4 separate regions of the Mus musculus genome follow, and all the other regions are linked to region 1. Evidence: chromatin contacts called from public HiChIP or PLAC-seq data. All regions are on one chromosome and are shown on one strand. The core of a region is the stretch at or near the end of the contact, and the rest is flanking DNA. Distances in the headings are between cores, read along the strand shown.

Region 1 (4,713 bases), core at 1,597-4,096:
ACATCACAAACAATAACAGAAACTCCTATGGGCCCTTTCCCTAGCCTCCATTTCCTTCTCTAGATAGATATGAATGGTCAATTCTGTTACTCTCCCATCTCAAGAGCCAGTAATTGAGAGTCACTGTCCAGTCTTCTGGCTGGACATCAGGAAAATCAAGTGACATACCGCCAACCCCAGTCTCATTCATACTGGACACCCTGAAGGAACCCAAGCCTGAAACTGCAGTCCTGCCACCACAACTCTTGCAAAGAAATGAGTCACTCCATTGGAAACAGAAACCTCTCCCTCCCTGACATCCAAAGTTTATTCTTCAGAGCTCTTGAAGTAAATATGAGCTATGACTAAGACGGTAAGCATTGTTCTGTGCTCAGCCTTGTGACTGCACCACTGGGTTCTGGGCTGGAACTCTGCGAGTCAGTCAGCTGTTGCTTCATCTTTATCCATCTTTATGCCTAACTCTAAAGTCACCCCCTCTTTTCTATACAAACATGAAGTTTTAGTCCAACAGACTTTTGTGTCCTACAGGTCTACATCTAAGGACTCGGGAGGGAGAAAAAAACAATTATTGCCTTAACAACAGGCTGTGGATTCTGCAAAACTTGCTATATGCTAAGTTAAACATACCTTAGCTTTTGTTGAAATCTAGAGAGTGACTTCCTCAGGGTTTGATTTTTCAAGACAGGGTCACATAGCCTTGACTGTCCTGGAACTAAGTAGACAAAGCTAACCTTGAACTTCGAGAGATCTGCCCCACTCTGCCTTCTGAGTACTGTGATCAAAGGGATGGTCCCATTGTACCAGGTTCCAAGTATTTTCTTGAAACGTATGACACTCAGGTTTTGGCAAGAACTTGGTTTTATGTTCTTGAAATTTTTGTCCTATCATTTTGCTTTCTTCTACATAAGAGTTGTTTGTTTGTTTGTTTGTTCTTAAATCTTAGGCAAAACTCTGTATGTCTCTCAATTCTTATTGGGCTCATCTTGCATGAGGTAGGACTTAAAAATGTGACTTTGAGGCCACTCTGATCTACATAGTAAGCTCCAGGCCAGGCAATGTTGTATTTTATAAAAATAGAGAAACCAGGGATATGTTTGATAGAGGCCAGGTATAATGTGAGATAAGGGGGTGTCTCTGTGGGCCCATGCTGAGGCATCCCTTCCCCCTGAGAGACCAGCCATAGATGGATGTAGTGTATAGAATAGGGTTTATTCAGGGCATGGGGAGGGGAGTTGGAAGGCAGAGAAAGAGGGGGGGGCAGGTTATGACCATGTGGAGAGGGAGGGGCAAGGGGTGAGAGGTCAGAGCAAGAGCAAGAGATCGAGGAGGGGGCAAAGAAGCGCCTTTTTTAGTGAGTTAGACACACCTGGCTATTGCCAGGTAACTGTGGGACATAGCCTAGATGAAATGTCAACAGGCAAAACTACATAGAGAGATCCTGTCTCAAACAAGGACACACACCAAATGTAGCAAGTTCCCAATTATGCCAATACATAAAAGTGGGATGGGGACAGGTGTCTCCGTGGCTGAGGTCCCTTGCTCTTGTAGAGGATCTCGGTTTGGTTCCCAGCACCCACATCAGACAGCTTACAACCTACTAACTCAATTCCCAGGAGTGCAGACAATCCTTAGACATCTGCACACACCCGGAACACATACAAACAGGTACACACACATATAAAAAATTAAAAGATGGTTTTAAAACAGAATTCTTCAAAAAGACCAAAATCCCTTTTTAATATTTAATTTTTTTTTCATATGACATACTTGATCAGGTCCCCTCCTCTCCAAATCCTCTCAGATCCTCCCCATAAATCCCTTTGAAGAGATTGCCCATGATCCCAGTGTTCAGGGGAATGGGTGATGTCACTAGTACAGACGCTCACCAGGGAGGAATTTTTGGTGGGGTGATTTATTTAATCTTCTTAGAACCCTTGGAGTTTCAGCCACTCTGGCAGGTGGAGAGGACTGAAAGTGTGTCTAATTGGTTTCCGTAATAAGCGCTTTGATTGACCTGCAGTTGCGGTGCCATGCATGTACCAGGCCGATACCCACAAGACTCCGGCTACTTGAGGTACATTGAATTTTTCCAAAGTGGCTTTGAAGAACTACACCTGCAATCCTTCATTTCCTTTTCCTTCTTTACACAGGCTCTCGTGCATTCCAAGCTGGCCTCAGGTTGGTTACCTACCCAAAATGGCCTTGAAATTTCGATCCTCTTGATGCCACCTATTGAGTCTGCGTCATCACACTGGGCTCTAGGTGCTGGCGATGGCACCCAGGGCTTTCTTCAGACTAGACACATACTAACAACTAAACTACTTCTTCAGCCCCAAGAACTACAATTTTCAAAGGCGGTGGTGTGCACATTACATGAATAGGCAGATCTCAACGTAAAGTGCCAAATAAAAGGCGACTCCCTTCTAATTCCGTGGTTTCTTTTGGGTGCTGGGGGTGGGGAAGCTGTCTGTGCATGCAAATCAAGAAGCTGGGGGCAGCCCGGCTCACGCATCTTCCAGGCCGTGTATGACCAGTCCTTGCTCACTACACTGCCAATTCCCTGTGGACTCAGGAAGTGGCTGTTGTTGTCTAGCACCGTCTTCCAGGGCTAAAGGGAGGCTGGAACCCCAAACCCGAAGGACTCGGGGTCGGAGACAGAGACTGCGCCGAGCACGCAGGACGCAGCCAGGAAGCTAGCGCTCCCAGCCACGCTCTGCCTCCCGTCGTCCGCCGTTCCCCCCCACCTCCCCCACGAGCGCCCTGTCGCGCCCCTGCGCGCCCGCCCGGGGACCCACTTGGCGGGCGCGCGCGGGGGCGGGGCCGGCGCGGGGGCGCGCGCGTGAGGCCGCGGGCAGGGGGGCGGGGCGGCAGAGCTCGGTGCCCGGCCTGGAGGACAGCGGTGTCGCGAGTCGGCGATCGGTGGTCCGCGGCAACGCCGAGAGGCCGTACGGGAACGCGGGCGCCGGAGCTCAGAGGTAACGCGGGATGGACCCGGACCCGGCGCGCAGGGAGTGGGCGCGAGCTCCGTGCGCGAGTGAGTAGCGGAGGGCCACCGGCCTGGGCGCTGACGCCGCTGCCCGGGCGCAAGAGGCGGGACGCGGGCACCGAAGGCCGGCGGCTTTTGTCCGTCCGCCGCGGCCGCTGCGCCCTCTCGCGTCGCGCCCGCCACCCGGCCCCTGCCCCTGGCGCGCGGGCCACTCGGGCCCCGCGGCGCGCGCTCCCGCCCTTGTTTTGTTTGGACTTGGGGAGGAGGGGCAGCTCTTCTCGGGTCGGGCCCACCCCCCCTCCGTGCTTGTCTCAGTGCGCATGCTCCGGCGTGCGCCGCGGAGCCCTATTGGCTGCGGGCTTGCGCATGCTCCGAGGCCTGTGGCCCGACTTCCGCCGCGCCCTCCTCCCCTCGGCCTACTGTCAACTTGTCTTCAAGCCCGGTTCGAAAGATGCCGGCACTAGTGAGTGGCTGCGGCGGGCCCGCCCTCCCGGCTTCTCCGCCCCCGCCGCCGCCGTGGCCGCCATTACGGAGTCCCCAGTGGTGAGTGTGCAGAGCTGAGGCCACGCCGGTCGCCGCTGGTCGCCGCCGGGTCCCCGCAGCCAGGAGCGCGGCGTGGTCTCTGCGCGGTACCTCCGCCGCCGCCCTCAGCAGTCCCGCGCCCATCTTACTCCCCACTCCCGCTAGCCCTGCGCTGTCACCGCCACGGCTCTCTGTCGCGCAGCCGCTCGCTCCCGCCTTTGTCTTCGCTGCTCCTCCGGGCGATGCTCAGCCTCTGGGCGCTGTCGCTTCGCTGCTGTCGCCGCCGCCGCTACCCCGACGGCCTTGCGCTTCTGTGTCCCCCGCGAGCCTACACCTCCCCCGGCCTCCGCCGCGCTCCCCAGGCCGGCGCAGGATTGTCAGTGGCAGCCGTCTTAAGCCTAGGCCCGAGTCGATCCAGACTTAAGCAGGCAGTTTTCCTTAACGCCCTTGAGCTAAACCCTCCTTCACAGCCAGAAGTGCTCATGACTTCTCCCCCAGGCTGCTTTACTGCCCTTCTCCGACTGCCCGTTGCTTTGGAGAACGAGTCTTATTAGACCTGGACCTCATACGCAAGCATCTTAGACGTGAAATGTGTCTAGAGAGTCATTCTGCATTTGATCTTAGCCAGAAGGGCCTAGAAGCTATTAGGAAATCGTTTGAAGTTTTTAATTTTTATTTTATCTTCAATTTTATCTTCAGCATAGGCCATATAAGGCTGCCACGAGCTTTCAGTTTCAGAGTGATTTGTTCAAAGCTGCTCTCAAATTTTGTTTTTGAGGTGGTCTCCCTAATGCTTCCTTGGGACTCTGTGCTCCTCCTGCCTCAGCCTCCTGTGTGTGAGTGCAGGGGGTGCTACTGTGAACTGACACCGGAGAGTACACATGTAGTAGGGTTAAGATTGAGGTTCTTAGCCCTAGCTTTCATACTTACTTAGGAGGTGGACCCCTGGACGCTGACTAGGAAGTTACTGAGGCCTGTGCAGATGCAAGTCTAAACTGGAGCCCTGTGGAGCTGTGTGTTTGATCGGCCTCTATCCCTGGCCGTGATAGATATCACTACATGCTACTTAATGAAATGGGAAAGTCGCTAGCAATCACGATGTTTTATCTGAGTGAGGAAAAGCCTGGGAGCTGTGTGAGGGATTTACTGGTCTGTTAGTGACATTAGAAAGGATGCATATTACATGGAGTTTATGGTGACACTCT
Region 2 (4,713 bases), core at 1,511-4,010, 510 kb before region 1:
CAAGTGGGGGGGGGGTGCAGCTGGTGATTCAGGAGGTTCATTCGGTTGGCATTGCATAACAGTGTCTGGCCTGTAGGGCTGCTCTGCCCCTTAGTGAATCACTCTGTGCTGTGGCCATTGTCATTCAAATGCAAGCCCAGAGATGCTGTTATTTGTCCAATGGGCTCCAGGCTAGAGACTGTGGGGCCAGGACTGGCTGATATGTTCTGGCTCCTGTGTGGCTTGTGAACTTTCCAGTACAGGGGAATGACCCCTTGCTATGGCACACCTTGCCACCTGACCCTTTCATCAACCTCAGGCAAGAGGGCATGTTCTCAACCAGGATCCAAATGTTCAGAGAGGTGAAGGGCTCTTCCCTAGGTTTGCCCAGTCAGGAAGGGTCCAGGCACCTCCCCCAGAGCTCTGCCCTACAGTAAGGACTGACACCTTTCCTAGGCCAGGAGGATGAAGGTCCAAGAAATGTCTTCTATGCATAGGACCTCCATCTCCATGGAGAACCCAAGCAAGGATGCTATCAGTAGCACAAGGGCTCCTGAGACCTCCTGCCTTCCCTGGAGGGCAACAGCCCTGGACAAGGCTACAGTAGTCCTCAGGAAACAGCCACTTGATGGCAGCCACTTGCTTGAACAGCTGGGTTTGAGAGTGAGGCTTCCCCCTGGCCATGGGACTGTTGTTTGTCCTGCCTGGGTTTTGGCCCTTCCATCTGGAGGGAAGGCTAATGTTGCAGATCCTCGGAGCCTGAGGCTCAGAGAGCCCAAGGTGGGCCCTTCAGTTACCAAGGAAGCCGCTATCCTTCAGCCTCCTGGCCTCCACCCAGTTGGCTCCCACTTTCCAATCATGCTAACGCAGCGCAGACAGTGAGCTTCAGACCGCCACAGCCCCACAGTGCACCCCTCCTCCAGACTAGGACCCATTCTGTGAACTGAAACCAGCTCCCAGAGTGACTCATTTGGATTTCCAGCAGGCTATTGGTGAGCTGAGGGAACCTGCCTGGGATACTCTCCAGTTTTCCTCAATACCCTATTCTGTTACATATTTACAATGATACTGGAACCAGTTTGAGGGGCATGTAACCTCCCTGTACCTAAGGGCAAGTCCCACCTCTAACATAGAGTAGACAGCTGCTGCTGCTACTGTTGCTCCTCCCCTCCTCTGCCTCCTCCTCCTCCTCCTTCTCTTTCTTCTTCTTCTTTAGTTTTTCAAGACAGGGTTTCCTTGTGTAATGCTGGCTGTCCTGGAACACACTCTGTAGACCAGGCTGGCCTTGGACTCACAAAGATCTACCTGCCTCTGTCTCCTGAGTTCTGGGACTAAAGGTGTGTGTCACCATTGCATGGCTGAGAGTGTCTTCTCTATTGACCTTGCCAGCTCGTCACTGGGCAGCGCCTTTGGAAGTGCTTTGGAAATAATCAGTATTACTGTGTCCCCAGAGCTGTGCAGGGGTTGTATTTTCTTTTCTTTGGGGAGCCACATTTAAATAGACACCGAGCTACCCTCTGCAGTACTCAGGGACTGTAAAATCTGCATACATGTGCATACTTGGCCTACCTATACCTAACCTGGGAGCCAGACCACATTCAGACAGACAGACAGACACAAGTACATATATCTATAGTGTATTCAGACTTGCTCATGAACACATAAAGGAGATAGAAAGTAAATACCCCCCCAGGCGTCCCTACCCACCCCTTCCTACCCACGGGTACTTCTATGCTACAGCAATGCAGTATGTCACGTAGAGCCACGACTAGCCTTGGAGACACACATGTACACAGATAAGGACCTAGACACATACGCAGGCGGCATCCACTCTACCTGGCCTACATATCGCCGGTGATTTGAGCAGCTTTGGCCTCCCCCAGGGCCACGGTAGGAAAAGATGCTCTTCTGGCTGCATTGTGTTGGGTACCCGGAAGTGTGCAGGCCTGGAAGTGGTTGCATAAATCAATATTTGCTGTTGTTAATTATTAAAGCCAAAGCTACTCGGTGTCTGGAATGCACATCTCTGGTGTTCCCGCTGGCTCTCTAGGTCTAAACCTGACCCTGGGCCAGGTCTGGGAGGGCAGGGAAAGTGCTGCCTGCCTTCCTTTCAGGAGCTCCCTGGCCCTGGGGACAGAGGGTAGTAGACAGCACTTCTGGGAAGCTGTAGGAGATCTGCCCCCCGCCCCTAGCTGGAGGACAGTCCTGCCCCTAGAGCATCCAGACTTCTCCAGCATCTGTCTTGGGGTCTGTCCCTGCTGCAGACTGGCTGCACCAGCCTAAGACACAAGGACTTCAGGGTCAAGTTGGGGGTGGGGGGTGTCGTTTCAGAAGCCTTGTAATTTACAGATGGTAAACTGAGCCAATGGAGGTGCCAGAGACTCTGCAGCTTCAGACTCTTCCAGGGATCCCGGGGTTTTCTAGCAAAAAAAGCTATTGCACCTCTTGGAATATGATTTTCTAGTGAAGACATTTGTACCTCCTTGGTTATGGCGATCTGGTGAGACACGCAAAGGGTCCAGCAAAGAAAGTGCTTAAGCACCATCTCCAGTACTCCTGCATTCCCTGGGCACAGCTGTCCCAAGAACCTTGTCCTTGAAGCCCAGAGGCAGGGTCTCCAGTCTGGGAAGACACAGCTGCTCACAGAAGTGCCTGAGGCTTCCCGCGCGCAGGCGCAGTGTCCTGGGCCCCTTGCCCGGCCGCCCCGCGAGTGGGCGTGGTGGCCTTCCGCCCCGCCCCTCCTCCGCGCCTCCCGCACCTGGCGCCCCGCCCCCTCGGGCCCGGCAGCAGGGTGAGCCCAGAGAAGGCAGAGCGGCGGCGGGCGGGACAGGAGCGCAGAGCTCGGGCTACGGGGCCCCGGGCCGGGCCGGCTTACAGCGCCGCCGGGGCTGGGGCTCGGGATGGCGCAGCCGCGGCCCCCAGCGCCCCATGGCCGTCCGCGGAGGGGCTCGTTGCCGGCGGGGGCCGGCTGGCAGGTGAGGACCCTGGCAGGGGCGGCCTGGCCGACTGGGGACCCAGGGCCATCAGTCAGCCTTACTACCCAGAGTCTGGCAGTCTGTGCCTGAACCCCGTCACGGTGGGTGTGTATGTTTTTGGACTGACACCCGAACTACACGGAGCACCCTAGTGTTTTCCAAAGCTGCCCCTGGGTCAGACGTAGGGACACTGTGGCCATGGGCTGCAGTGACACTGGGTGTGTGTTTAACTGTTGTTGGGACTGCCTGCTGCCTTTTCCACACAGATGGAGCGATATCATAGGGTGACTCTGGTGGCTCTTCCCCAGGTGGGATGCCCGGCTTCTGGCCACACCACTCCCAGCCTTCCTTTGCCATGTGTCAGGGCGTCTGCTGTTGCCTGTGGGGCTGTAACTGTGGGTGTTACTTGATGCTCTGTGTGCACACTCTGGGTGACAGTGCCATGTGTCAGTGTTTATGTGGTTGTGATTCTGGTGCAGCCATGTGTGGTGTTTCGTTGTGGCTGGCTGTTTGGTCACCTTAAGTAGGACCTCCTCTTTTCCTCAGCCCTTTGCTGGGTCTCTTTAGGTCAGAGACTATCTGGCTGACCCTGAAAGGATGGTGGCACTGTTGTGACATTGTCACGTTGACAGGTGTGTTTGTCCTTCCTGGACAATAGGTGTGTGTCTATGCTATCTGCCAAACTGTCATTGCTATCTGCTCTTCTAATCTCAGAGGTGTTGGGTGTGGCCACAGGTGCCCATGGCTCAGGGGCTCCTGGGTACTACTGAAGTGGACTTTACAGGTTGGATCTTGTTTTGTAGGTAGGCTTCAGAGTGTATGCACAAGGGCTTAGGTTTTGTGACTTCATACTGTGCATATGTGGTGATGGGTGGTGATGCTCAGGATCCCATGGGGTTTAACAACCCTGGCAGTTGCCTGATTCCTCTTCCTTTGCTCGGAACTCTTGTCTACAATATGGGATGCTGGCTTGGGTTTGTTGCACCGCATGCTTTGATCCTGGCAGTGACGCCTGGGACTCTGCATCTGTTTCCCTGAGCACCTGGCTGAGCCTGCACGTGCCGGTGCTCTCCTGGTCTCAGCCAGGAGAATGCCTGTGTCTGTGTGCAGTTACTGGGGTGCAGGCCTGCACCGGTGTGTGCACAAGTGTGAATATCAGGTACATGGACTTGAGTATGTGTTGTGTGTAACTCAGAACACCAACATGTGTATGTGTGTGTTAGGCAATGTCTCCAAGAATTACTGTGCATAGACTCCATATGGATTTCTGTATGCATCTCTGTGTGTGTTTCTTGATACACAAAAGGTATGCCTGGTGCCATGTTCAAATCATGGTGTGGAGGCCTGTGTGTGCGTCTCACAGACAGAGAGTATGTTTCCTGGATTCACAACCTTAGCACATGTGTGTGAGCCCAGATGGCCCCTCCAGGGCAGCAGGAACCACCTGAGTTGAACCTTGGAAGGGCTGGAGGAAAGGCTGTCCTGGAGACTCTGGGGGCTTCCCAGGCCCGGCCCCCAATCGGCCAGCCTCCATCCGGTAGGGATGCTGCCTTCCAGGAAGACTCAGAAGGGAGTTGGCGCTGGAGAGGCCCGTGCTGCCAGACGATGTGTTAACCCTGTGTGTGTCCTCATTGGCCTTGGACAGGCTGGCTTATGCATTGGGGGCCAGGAGGGGGTGCATGTGAGACCATGTGCAGGTGAAGGGACAATAGCAATCTAGCATCTCTCCCCAAAGAGTCCCCAGCCTCCAATGTTTGTG
Region 3 (4,713 bases), core at 1,441-3,940, 320 kb before region 1:
TCTGTATCCATTCCTCTGTTGAGGGACATCTGGGTTGTTTCCAGCTTCTAGCTATTATAAATATGGTTGCTTTGAACATAGTGGAGCATGTGTCTTTATTACATGTTGGAGCATCTTCTGGATTCTTTTTTTTTTTTAAGATTTATTTATTTATTATATGTAAGTACACTGTAGCTGTCTTCAGACACTCCAGAAGAGGGCGTCAGATCTTGTTAGAGATGGTTGTGAGCCACCATGTGGTTGCTGGGATTTGAACTCCGGACCTTTGGAAGAGCAGTCGGGTGCTCTTACCCACTGAGCCATCTCACCAGCCCTCTTCTGGATTCTTATCTATGGCTAATAAAGGCACTCACAGACTGCGGATGTAACACATTTAGTAGAGTGCTGGCCTTGTATGGGCAAAGCCCGTGCTCCATTCCCAGCACCACATAAACAGGCCTGGTGACACCGGGCTGGTGATCTGATCATAGCACTCAGGAGGAAGAGGAAGGAGGACCAGAAGTTCACAATCACCCTGGGCTACCCTGTCTCAAAACAGAACAAGTAAAACCCAAGCTGGTGGCTTATGCTTGTCATAAGCCCTTGGACCGATGGACAGACACACAGACACACACACACCACACACTCCACACACTAAATAAATGTAAAATTAAAAACAGTATATACCTAAATGAACATCTAAAAAACCAAGAGTCAGGCCCAGGAATGTCCTGTCACTCATCTAAGTCCTGGAGGTGGCGAGTGACAGAGTCAGGATTTAAAATGCAGGCTGTCAGTAGCCCGCGTACATTACATACTTGTCTGCTATGCTGTCTTGTTTTCTGGTGTCCTACGAGCTGTGTGCCTATCTCATACATGTATGATATGTGTCTGTGAGAAAACATGAAGTCAGATGGGGTATCTTCTCGCCTCAGAAGCCCATAGTGTGGCTGGGTATGCAGTAGGCAAATGTGTTTATTACTGGAGCTATGGATGTCCTATGTCCTGCATGGGAGGAAGCTTCAATATGATAACTCAGGGGTGGCCTAGAGGGTGCTGGAGCCCAATTCTCAGAATACCCAGGGCTTCAGGGTATCATTGGAAGGAGTTTGTTTTGAGCCTAGATCCCATCTTCCAAGTGGGGCCCAGTGGCCCATCTCCTGTTTCCACGTGACCATATTCTTGTCCTGTGGGGTTTCTGGAATGCTCTTGGTATGTGGGAATGGAGAGAAGAGACTGCAAAGCTTGGAAGAGCCCAAGCTAAGCTCTTTCTCCTGAACTGGGCATGGGGGCCACTGAGGTGACCAGAGCCTGACCCTGTGACACTCCCTGCTCTGGTAGCAAGCAGATGGGTCTCTGAGGCATCTCTAGCAGCGCCATGGTGTCTGATGGACGGCTGTGCAATGGATGGATGACAAGAGGAACTTGCAGGATCTGATGGTAGCTGAGCTAGTGTGGGTACCCATGCTGTGTGTGGTACCCCCACCCATCTTCTCTACCAACAGCAACTCTCTCCCTTTGGGAACTCACTCCATGTTAGTAGTTAGGCTGTCAACCACAGTATTGGACCCCACTCCACTGTCACAGAGCAGGGCACATGGAACAGGCCTGGTGACCTGAGTTCTCCCCTGGACTTTATCATTAACCCCAGGCAGGGAGACTGGTCTTATGCTGGCACCAGTGAGTTCGGCTGGCTCCCCTACTGGGAAAGGTGTGTGATCTCAGGAGGTGGGGGTGAGAGAGGGTAGCACTCCTAGGGGCTGGCAGGTGTCAGCACAGGGAAAGCATTTCCCAACAGCATCATCTGAAGAAGGTCTGGATCGATCATACCCTACCTGATGCCTGATCCCTCTGCCCCATCCGGGCAACACCATCAAGAAGTTTACTCACTGCCTTGCAAAAAGCCAGCTAGAGTTGAGATTATGTCATTTTCAAACCTGAGGGTCCCAACGATGGAGGGCTCCCCCAAGGCCCTGTGTGGGAAGGGCTCTTGGCATGCGCAGCAATGTCAGACAGCTGGTGGCAGGGTCGTGCTAGCAAGCTTGCAGAAGATGATGTCTGGGCGGCAGAGCGTGAGCACGTGAGCGCTCATTCACTTGCCTGTCCATTCAGGCAGTACCAGGCCACATTCCAAACAGTTTACAAAGAACTGATTATCCTCCCAGCAAGCCAGGACAGTGGATACTGTTATTTTGACACTTTGTAAGTATGAGAATGGGCCCCACATGCTTAAACTGCTCACTCCGGGTCACACAGCTAAATTTGAACTCCACATAGCGTGGCTTCTCCTCCCGGCCCCCCAAGTTTATGTTCTTAACCAAGAGTGGGGTGTGAGTGGACCCAGTCCAGCCCAGAGTTCTATCCATGTCTCCCAACCCCGGGGTGTGGGGAATGAGGCTGCCATGCTCATGGCTGTGATGTGGTCCTGCAGCTCTGGAGCCCCTGCCTGGCCTGACTGATAGGGAAGAAAGACAGAGAGCTGGCCCTATGGATTCTCTCTGGGATGGAGGGCAGGACAGTGGGGGTGCTGTCCTAGTCACTCCCCAGCCCGGGCAGATGTGGAGCTGGTACCAGGCTCCTGCCAGGCACCCTGGCATCCTGCAGGCTGTGATGTGATAATCTCCTGTGGTGAGTGATGGGCTTTGGCTAGGTCCTGCTGAGCCCTCGGCGGGAGGCTGGTGACTTTAAGAAGCCCTGGCTGGTAGCCCAGTTCTGGGAAGTTTTCAGAGGCTCCAACCAGGGAAGCCCTGAGCAGGCGGGAGGGGGAGTGTGCACTGAACGATGCTGTGTGTGCAAACGGGAGAACACAGAAGCCCCGGAGACCTTGTGCTGGAGCCAGGCCTTGGCCTGCCCTCCAAGCCCAGGCACCTCCCGCGTGTTTTTCTCCTCTCATTCAAAGCCTATATCCCTGTTTACAAGGGAGAGGTGGAGGCTCAGCCAGAGAAGAAGACTTCCCTGAGATCACACAGCCCATCTGCCAGGCTCCATGTCCAGGGCTCTGTAGGGTCTCGTGGACCTCGCCTGGTTGGCCTGTCTCTAACCTGAAGGGTTTCTGGAAGACATGCCCAGAAAGGGGCAGGGGGCCCTCAGTTTTCCCATCCCAATCTCAAACATCTTTTCTCTTGTTATCGCTAATTCCAGAGAAGGTTGTCCCCCCGCCATCCCCCCGCCCCGTGACAATAACGGGTGCTTTTGCATTTGTGGATGGGGACACAGAAGCCCAGGGATCCAAACTTAGGTGTCCTGTGAGGTTGGGGCTGGGGGCTGAGGCTTCCACTGATCCTCACTGACTCGAGCGAGGATACCAGGCCAGCCAGGCGTGGGAGCTTCAGTAATAGGAGCCACTAGGCTCTGGAGCAGAAGAGACGCTGTAGCCTCAGCCCTGGAAGTTAGGGCTTTGCTAAAAGAGGAGCCACAAGGAGTGACAAGAGGAGTAGCTTAAGGGAAGGTCTGGACCCAGGGAGGGGACAGTGTACCAGTCCCACATGGGTAAGAGGGCTTGGTTACAGCTCCTTACCAAGAGCAGGCCAGCCAGCTTTCTACAGAGTGGCCTGAAGGGGACTTCCTGAGGACACAAATGGGGGACCCACTGCGGGCTTAAGAAACAGTGAGAAAGGCTGGAGAGATGGCTCAGTGGTTAGTAAGAGCACTGGCTGCTCCTCTAGAAGACATGGGTTCAACTCCCAGCACCTACATGACAGCTCCAATTTGAGGGGATCCATCTTACCATCACCAGGCATGCATGTGGTACACACATCTGTACATGTAGGGAACACAGCCATACACGTAAAATAAAAACACATAAATCATTTTTAAAGAAGGAAGGAAGGAAGAAAACAGCTTGCAAGAGAGATACTGGAGGCGGGATGCCACCTCCAGCAGACTAGGTCTCTCCTCTGCCTGGCCACCTCCATGCTAAATAAAAGCTTGCGTGTCTCTTCCCATTTCCTGTCTAGAGCCCAGTGCTCAGAGCAGCTGTCTGCATGGGCACATGTGGTTCACCCTCTTGGCTCTTGAGTCCAAGCTTCCCACTTCCTGCCTTGGGTTATTTTGCTGAGGTATGAAGAATCCATAACCTCAAACCTGGTGGGAGTAGGTAACCAAGATGGCCTCTGCGGTTTACGGTGAGGTCTCCCCCTCGTCCTCGTGTGGCTGGAGTCCTTCCTTGGACTACACCAGTGATGTTTAAACTTCACTTTCCTGAAGACCTCAAAGGCAGCCACAGTGCTTGCACCTGACCCACCGGGTCCTCTCACCCTCAGAACCTCTATGAGGAAGGAGCTGTTGCCCTCCTGGGTGGAGGGCGAAACTGAGGTTCTGAGAGTGGCAGGGCTCGATCAGCGAAGTGGCTCGTAAGCAGCTAAACCAGAGTGGCTTTAACATTCACCTTCTTGCCCTCTCACAGTCTCCGGGTGATCCAGCCGCTAAGAGGGTACTGACCTGACGTGGGAGCGCTAAAGCCGGTGGCCAGCATCACAGAGCCGTGACTGGGACAGGGTTGAGGAGGCACACACTGCACTCAGCAGGAAGTAGAGTCTAGGTGTGGGGAACAAAGACCACCTGGCTGGCTCAAAGTTGGCTCAGCTTTGAGTGCTTAGCACTGGCAGCTGAGACTCGGGCATCGTGGGAAGGAAGCGCAGGCTGCTTGGCTGAGGGTCTGTTCCCGTCTGTATCTCTGGATCTGCTGCCCCAGAGTTGGGCTTCCTCCCAGAGCCTCAGTTCCCTTAATGTAGC
Region 4 (4,713 bases), core at 967-3,466, 260 kb before region 1:
TGGGCTTCAGATGGGCACAGGCAGGGCTGCCAATTCATCTGAATTTTTTTTAAAGATTTATATATTTATGTATGTATGTATGTATGTATGTATGTATGTATGTATTTATATGTATGTGAGTACACTATAGCTGTACAGATGGTTGTGAGCCTTCATCTGGTTGTTGGGAATTGAATTTATGACACATCTGCTCACTCTGTGGGTGGTTGTGAGCCACCACGTGGTTGCTGGGATTTGAACTCAGGACCTTCGGAAGAACAGTCAGTGTTCTTACCCACTGAGCCATCTCTCCAGCCCAAAGATTGATTGGTTGATTGATGGATTGATTGGTTTTATATAAGTGAATGTTTTACAGATCGGTTTAGCTGACTTGAATTAACATACAATTCTTAGCTGTCTACTTAGATTAATTTATATTTCCTGCTTTTGGCTTTGTTTCCCACAAGAATCAGCTTCACTCTAGGGCTAGCTGGCATTATCAGTTCCTCTTCCTCTTCTTCCTCCTCTTCTTCTTCCTCCTGACCTCATTATCCTCCTGCCTCAGCCTTCTGGAGTTCTTGTGACATTCAGCAGTTACTGGATGCCGGTTGCATGCCGGATTCTGTCCATTTGATTTCACTGATTTATCTCATCCGATCTTCTGAGTCCCTCTTGGTCTGGCTGCCTCTCTTGGTGTGTGGCTCCTCGTCTCGGCATTTCTTCTAGGCTCTGCCCCACAGTTACCTGGCAACCTTTACAATGTTTTTCATGACATAGATGAGTATTTTGCCTGCTTTTCTGTTTGTGTACCGTGTGCATGCCTGGTGCCCACAGAGGTCAGAAGAGGGGTCAGATGCTCTGGATCGAGAGACACAGATGGTTGTGAGCTGCCATGTGATAATGAGAACCAAATCCAGGTCCTCTGCCAGAGCAACAAGTGCAGTCAGCAGTGGTGGTGCACGCCTCTAATCCCAGCACTGGGGAGGCAGAGGCAGGCGGATCGGAGTTGAGGTCAGCCTGGTCTACAGAGTGAGTTCCAAAGTTTTGGAAAAACAAACAAACCAAAAATGTACAAAAAACAAGAAAGAAAAGAAAACAAACAAAAAAGTGCTCTTAACTGCTGAGCCATCTCTCTAGCTCCCATGAATCTTTTCTCGGTAGGTAGATAATTGAGTGGATGATAAAAACAGAGGTATTGATAAAAACAGAGGTTTACTGTTTTCAGGACCAGCTCTGGGGGTGGAATCAGCCTTTCTCTACAACTGTGCTCAGCCCCAGTCTCCTCAGCTTTCTTTATTTCTGGTTTAGCAGGCAGCTGGGTTCTCATGTCTGCCTCTATATCATCCACTCTAACAGTTTGCTTAAGAGTATATATAGAAAAGCCAGCCTCACACAGACAGCCAGTTAGGAAGTGGGAAGGTTTTTGTTGGTCGTGGTTTTTCTTTTGGATTTTTTTGGGACAGGGTCTCTCTACCTAGCCTTGGCTCTCCTGGAACTCATTATGTAGACCAGGCTGGCTTCAAACTCACAGAGATCTGCCCACCTTGGCCTCCCAAGTGCAGGAATTAAAAGTCTGTTCCACCATGCCCAGCAGGAAAGAGGAAGACTTTAATAGTTGTGCATAGTCTAATGCTTGTACATATTACTATCCCTTTTATAATAATAATAAAAAAAATTAGCTGGGTGGTTGTGGCTTATGCCTTTAATCCCAGCACTCAGGAGGCAGAGGTAGGCGAATCTTTGAGTTACCAGGCCAGCCTGATCTATAGAGGGACTTCCAAGACCTAGGGCAACAGATAGAAACTCTTTTTTCAGGGGGGTGGGGGAAGAACGAAAGAAAGAAAAGGATTTTTACCTATTTTACGCATGTATTTATTTTATGTATATATGTCTACCACACGCATGCAGTTCCTCTGGTGACCAGAAGAGAGCATCAGATCCCCTGGGACTGGATTTACGGGCCATTGTAAGCTGCCCTATGGCAGCTGGGACCTGAACCCAGGTCCTCTAGAAGGGCAGCCAGTGCTCTTAGTCACTGAGCCATCTCAGCCCACCCCAAGATTATTTTGAAACCTTACATTCTTGTCATGGGTAACAGATGACATCAGTTGTTTTCCCAGAGATTGTGAACTCACCCCACCCATCCACAAGAAAATGTGCAGTATCTGCTTGCACATGCCTGTGGTTTGTCAGCCACTCTGGAAAGGAAGCAGGATAAGAACTCTGATGCGCTTCGTGGGCGAGGCCCACCGGGTGACGCAGAGCAAGAGGCTTGTGCTGTGGGGGCTGGGCTTAGAGAGCCTCTCAGGGACATTCAGAGAGTGAGTGTGGCTTGTCGGTCTGGGTTTGAGGCTTGTTCCTAGAGGGGGTTTTCTGGCTTTGTTTGTTTGTTTGCACATGTGTGCTTATTTGCGTGTGTGGAGCTTACAGGGGGAGATGGAAGCATCTTCCTCCATTAGCTTCCATTCTGTTGAGGCAGGGTCTCCTTCTTGAACCCAGAGTCACTAGTCTAGCTAGCAAGCTCCAGATCTCTGATCCTGCTCCCCAGTCACCTGCCCGCTGCCTGTTTTGGGTTTTTTGTTGTTGTTGGTGGTGGTGGTGATGGTGGTGTTTTTTTTCTGGGGGTTGGGGGGGTTGAAACGCAAGTTCACGTCACCCACGTTGGCCTTGAACTCATTACGCAGCTGAGGAGGACTTTGCACTCCTGATCCTCCTGTCTCCACATCTTTGCTTTTGTTTTTCAAGACAAGGTTTCTCTGTGTAGCGCTGGATGTTCTAGAACTCGCTCTGTAGACCAGGCTGGCCTTGAACTCAGAGAGCCACCTGCCTCTGCCTGCCAAGGGCCTGGATTAAAGGTGTGTGCCACCACCTCCTGGCTCTGCCTCCACAATGATAGCATTTCAGGCAGCTTCTGTGGTTTTTGGTAGAGCACCTTTGAGGGCAGCCTTGGTCGGCATTTGAGAGCTGCTGCTAAAAGCATCTTGAGCCTGGCACTCAGATGTGTGACTGTAAGGATGGGATGGCGATGACCTTGACCTCTTGGTCCTTTGCTTCCTCTTGCCTGCATTACAGCGTGCACTGCCATCTGTTTTACACAGTGTTGGGAATTGAACCCAGGGCTTTGTACATCTTAAGACAAACACTCTTCCACTCTGACCCACATCCCTCAGCTCCCAAAAGCCACATTTGTTTGTTTGAGACAGTTTGTCTCTATGATGTAGCTCTGGCTGTCCTGGAACTGGCTCTGTAGACTGGGTGGGTGTCAAACTCACAGAGATCCACCTGCCCCTGCCTCTCAAAGTGTACCACGCCCAGCTTCCAGACCACGGTCTCTAAGCCACGTCCCCCTCCCCTTCCAGCAGGTTTGCGGGAGAGCTCACGTGTGCTTGTGGCTTGCAGGTGGAGTATGACGCCGCCCATGGTGAACGCTTACTACTCGCCCACCAAGAACGAGATCGTGTTTCCAGCTGGAATACTGCAGGCGCCATTTTATACCCGCTCTTCACCCAAGTAGGTTATGTCTTAGCCCAACCACTCCCCAGCCTCAGCAATCCCCAATCCAGTCTGGCCCAGAGCCCATAACTGACTGTTTAACCGGCCGGTCTCCTTGAGCCATTGGTGCCCAGACCTAGAAGGCCTGGAGTTGGGAAGCAGCTTTTGTGGCCCCAGTCCTCCCCTCCTGACCGCTCTTAACTCTGCAGAGAGGGTGTGGGAGGAGCATGTCACAGAGTCAGGGTCCCGGAGCTGGAGAGCAGACATTCTGCCTGTGTCCCCTGAAGACAGGCTTTGGAAGCCATGGCCCCAGATTTGAATCCCAGACTGGATATATACTGTGTGACACTTCGGCAGAGGCTGGTGTGGCCCCACCCTCTCTGTCCGTTCATGAGTATTAAGACCCAACTCTCTTGAGTGACATAGACACATGCCTGGCCCCCAGAGGACACAGTTGAGTGTAACTAACTCTGTCCAGCCTCCAGCTATCTCCAAGAGCCATATTCCCAGAAGCCCTTGCAGGTCGCTGCTATGTCTTGGGTCCTATAGCTGGCTTCACCCTCACTTATATGTTCCTTCTCCAGCGCCTTGAACTTCGGTGGCATTGGTGTCGTAGTGGGCCACGAGCTGACTCACGCTTTCGATGATCAAGGTACAGGTTGCTGGGGGGGGGGGCGCATTCAGATAGAACTGGCCTGCTTCCAGCCCCTCCTCCCTTCACTTCGAAGGAGAGTCATACAGAGGGATTAGTGTTCAGAGCTTGGTGGAATGAGCTTCAGCCGGTCTCCTCACATGTTCACACCTCTCTTTTCTTATCTATACCACGAATATGAGGATTCCATGTATCAGTGAAAAGGTCAGGGGCTACTCCAAAGCCCCTGAGTATGGAGAGCGCTCTTGCTTAGAGGTTGGCAGTAGTATTCGGCAGGGAGTGTACAGTTCTCTACCATTCTAGAAACTTATCTCCTCAGAGAAATGGCAGTCAGGCCTCATCATTAGCTAACTACCAGAATCCCACGCATTGCCTCCTGCCTGGGGGATCCCATAGCCCAGAAGAAAAGGCTGGGTCCTACCTGTGGTCCTGGCATTGGCAGCCCTGGCTGGGAATCTATTCCTTGGGGTCAGGGCCCAGTATTAAAAGCCAGCCTGGGGCTGGAGAGATGCCTCAGCTGTTAAGAGCACTGACTGCTCTTCCAGAGGTCCTGAGTTCAAATCCCAGCAACCACATGGTGGCTCACAACC

The links. HiChIP or PLAC-seq counts read pairs in DNA pulled down with a chosen protein or histone mark.
Region 2: an H3K27ac HiChIP or PLAC-seq map of embryonic stem cells shows a contact between it and region 1, with 3 times the contacts expected there. The contact joins the promoter of Rap1gap here to the promoter of Hp1bp3 in region 1. A contact is called at or near these places in 4 of 39 promoter capture datasets (embryonic stem cells, liver and pre-B cells) and 5 of 115 datasets of contacts at active chromatin or transcription factors (the 230-238 cell line, embryonic forebrain, embryonic stem cells and 2 more).
Region 3: a contact with region 1 is called in an HNF4G HiChIP or PLAC-seq map of pancreatic cancer cells. The contact joins the enhancer-like site here to the promoter of Hp1bp3 in region 1. A contact is called at or near these places in 3 of 39 promoter capture datasets (embryonic stem cells, hippocampal neurons and liver), 3 of 115 datasets of contacts at active chromatin or transcription factors (embryonic limb bud, embryonic stem cells and pancreatic cancer cells) and 1 of 9 other capture datasets (pancreatic islet).
Region 4: a contact with region 1 is called in an H3K27ac HiChIP or PLAC-seq map of embryonic fibroblasts, with 2.9 times the contacts expected there. The contact joins the enhancer-like site here to the promoter of Hp1bp3 in region 1. A contact is called at or near these places in 3 of 39 promoter capture datasets (embryonic stem cells, hippocampal neurons and pre-B cells), 4 of 15 datasets of contacts at CTCF or cohesin (the NIH/3T3 cell line, embryonic stem cells, large pre-B cells and 1 more), 10 of 484 Hi-C or Micro-C datasets (the C2C12 cell line, cerebral cortex, cortical neurons and 6 more), 33 of 115 datasets of contacts at active chromatin or transcription factors (the 230-238 cell line, the NIH/3T3 cell line, acute myeloid leukemia and 20 more) and 2 of 9 other capture datasets (embryonic stem cells and liver).

Annotation. Positions count from the first base shown.
Region 1 is chr4:138,213,766-138,218,478 of GRCm38.p6, forward strand. It overlaps Hp1bp3 (heterochromatin protein 1, binding protein 3), which reads left to right and starts at 2,847. Exons shown (of 13, transcript NM_010470.3): 1 at 2,847-2,975.
Region 2 is chr4:137,704,707-137,709,419 of GRCm38.p6, forward strand. Rap1gap (Rap1 GTPase-activating protein) reads left to right here and starts at 2,761. Exons shown (of 24, transcript NM_001379234.1): 1 at 2,761-2,954. The coding sequence starts at 2,880. It overlaps Rap1gapos (RAP1 GTPase activating protein, opposite strand), which reads right to left and starts at 1,900. Exons shown (of 2, transcript NR_138594.1): 1 at 1,816-1,900.
Region 3 is chr4:137,894,726-137,899,438 of GRCm38.p6, forward strand. All of the region lies in intron 1 of Ece1 (endothelin converting enzyme 1), which reads left to right. Among named protein-coding and RNA genes, the nearest start is that of Gm52683, 12 kb to the right of the region's middle. Within about 2 kb of position 2,691, at least 139 of the 459 cell types and tissues checked have an H3K27ac peak or open chromatin away from gene starts, as enhancers often do. A contact at or near this core is called in hippocampal neurons and pancreatic cancer cells, where this site is marked.
Region 4 is chr4:137,953,080-137,957,792 of GRCm38.p6, forward strand. It overlaps Ece1 (endothelin converting enzyme 1), which reads left to right. Exons shown (of 19, transcript NM_001369179.1): 15 at 3,379-3,489; 16 at 4,056-4,123. Among named protein-coding and RNA genes, the nearest start is that of Eif4g3, 38 kb to the right of the region's middle. Within about 2 kb of position 2,217, at least 55 of the 459 cell types and tissues checked have an H3K27ac peak or open chromatin away from gene starts, as enhancers often do. A contact at or near this core is called in the C2C12 cell line, cerebral cortex, cortical neurons and 4 more, where this site is marked.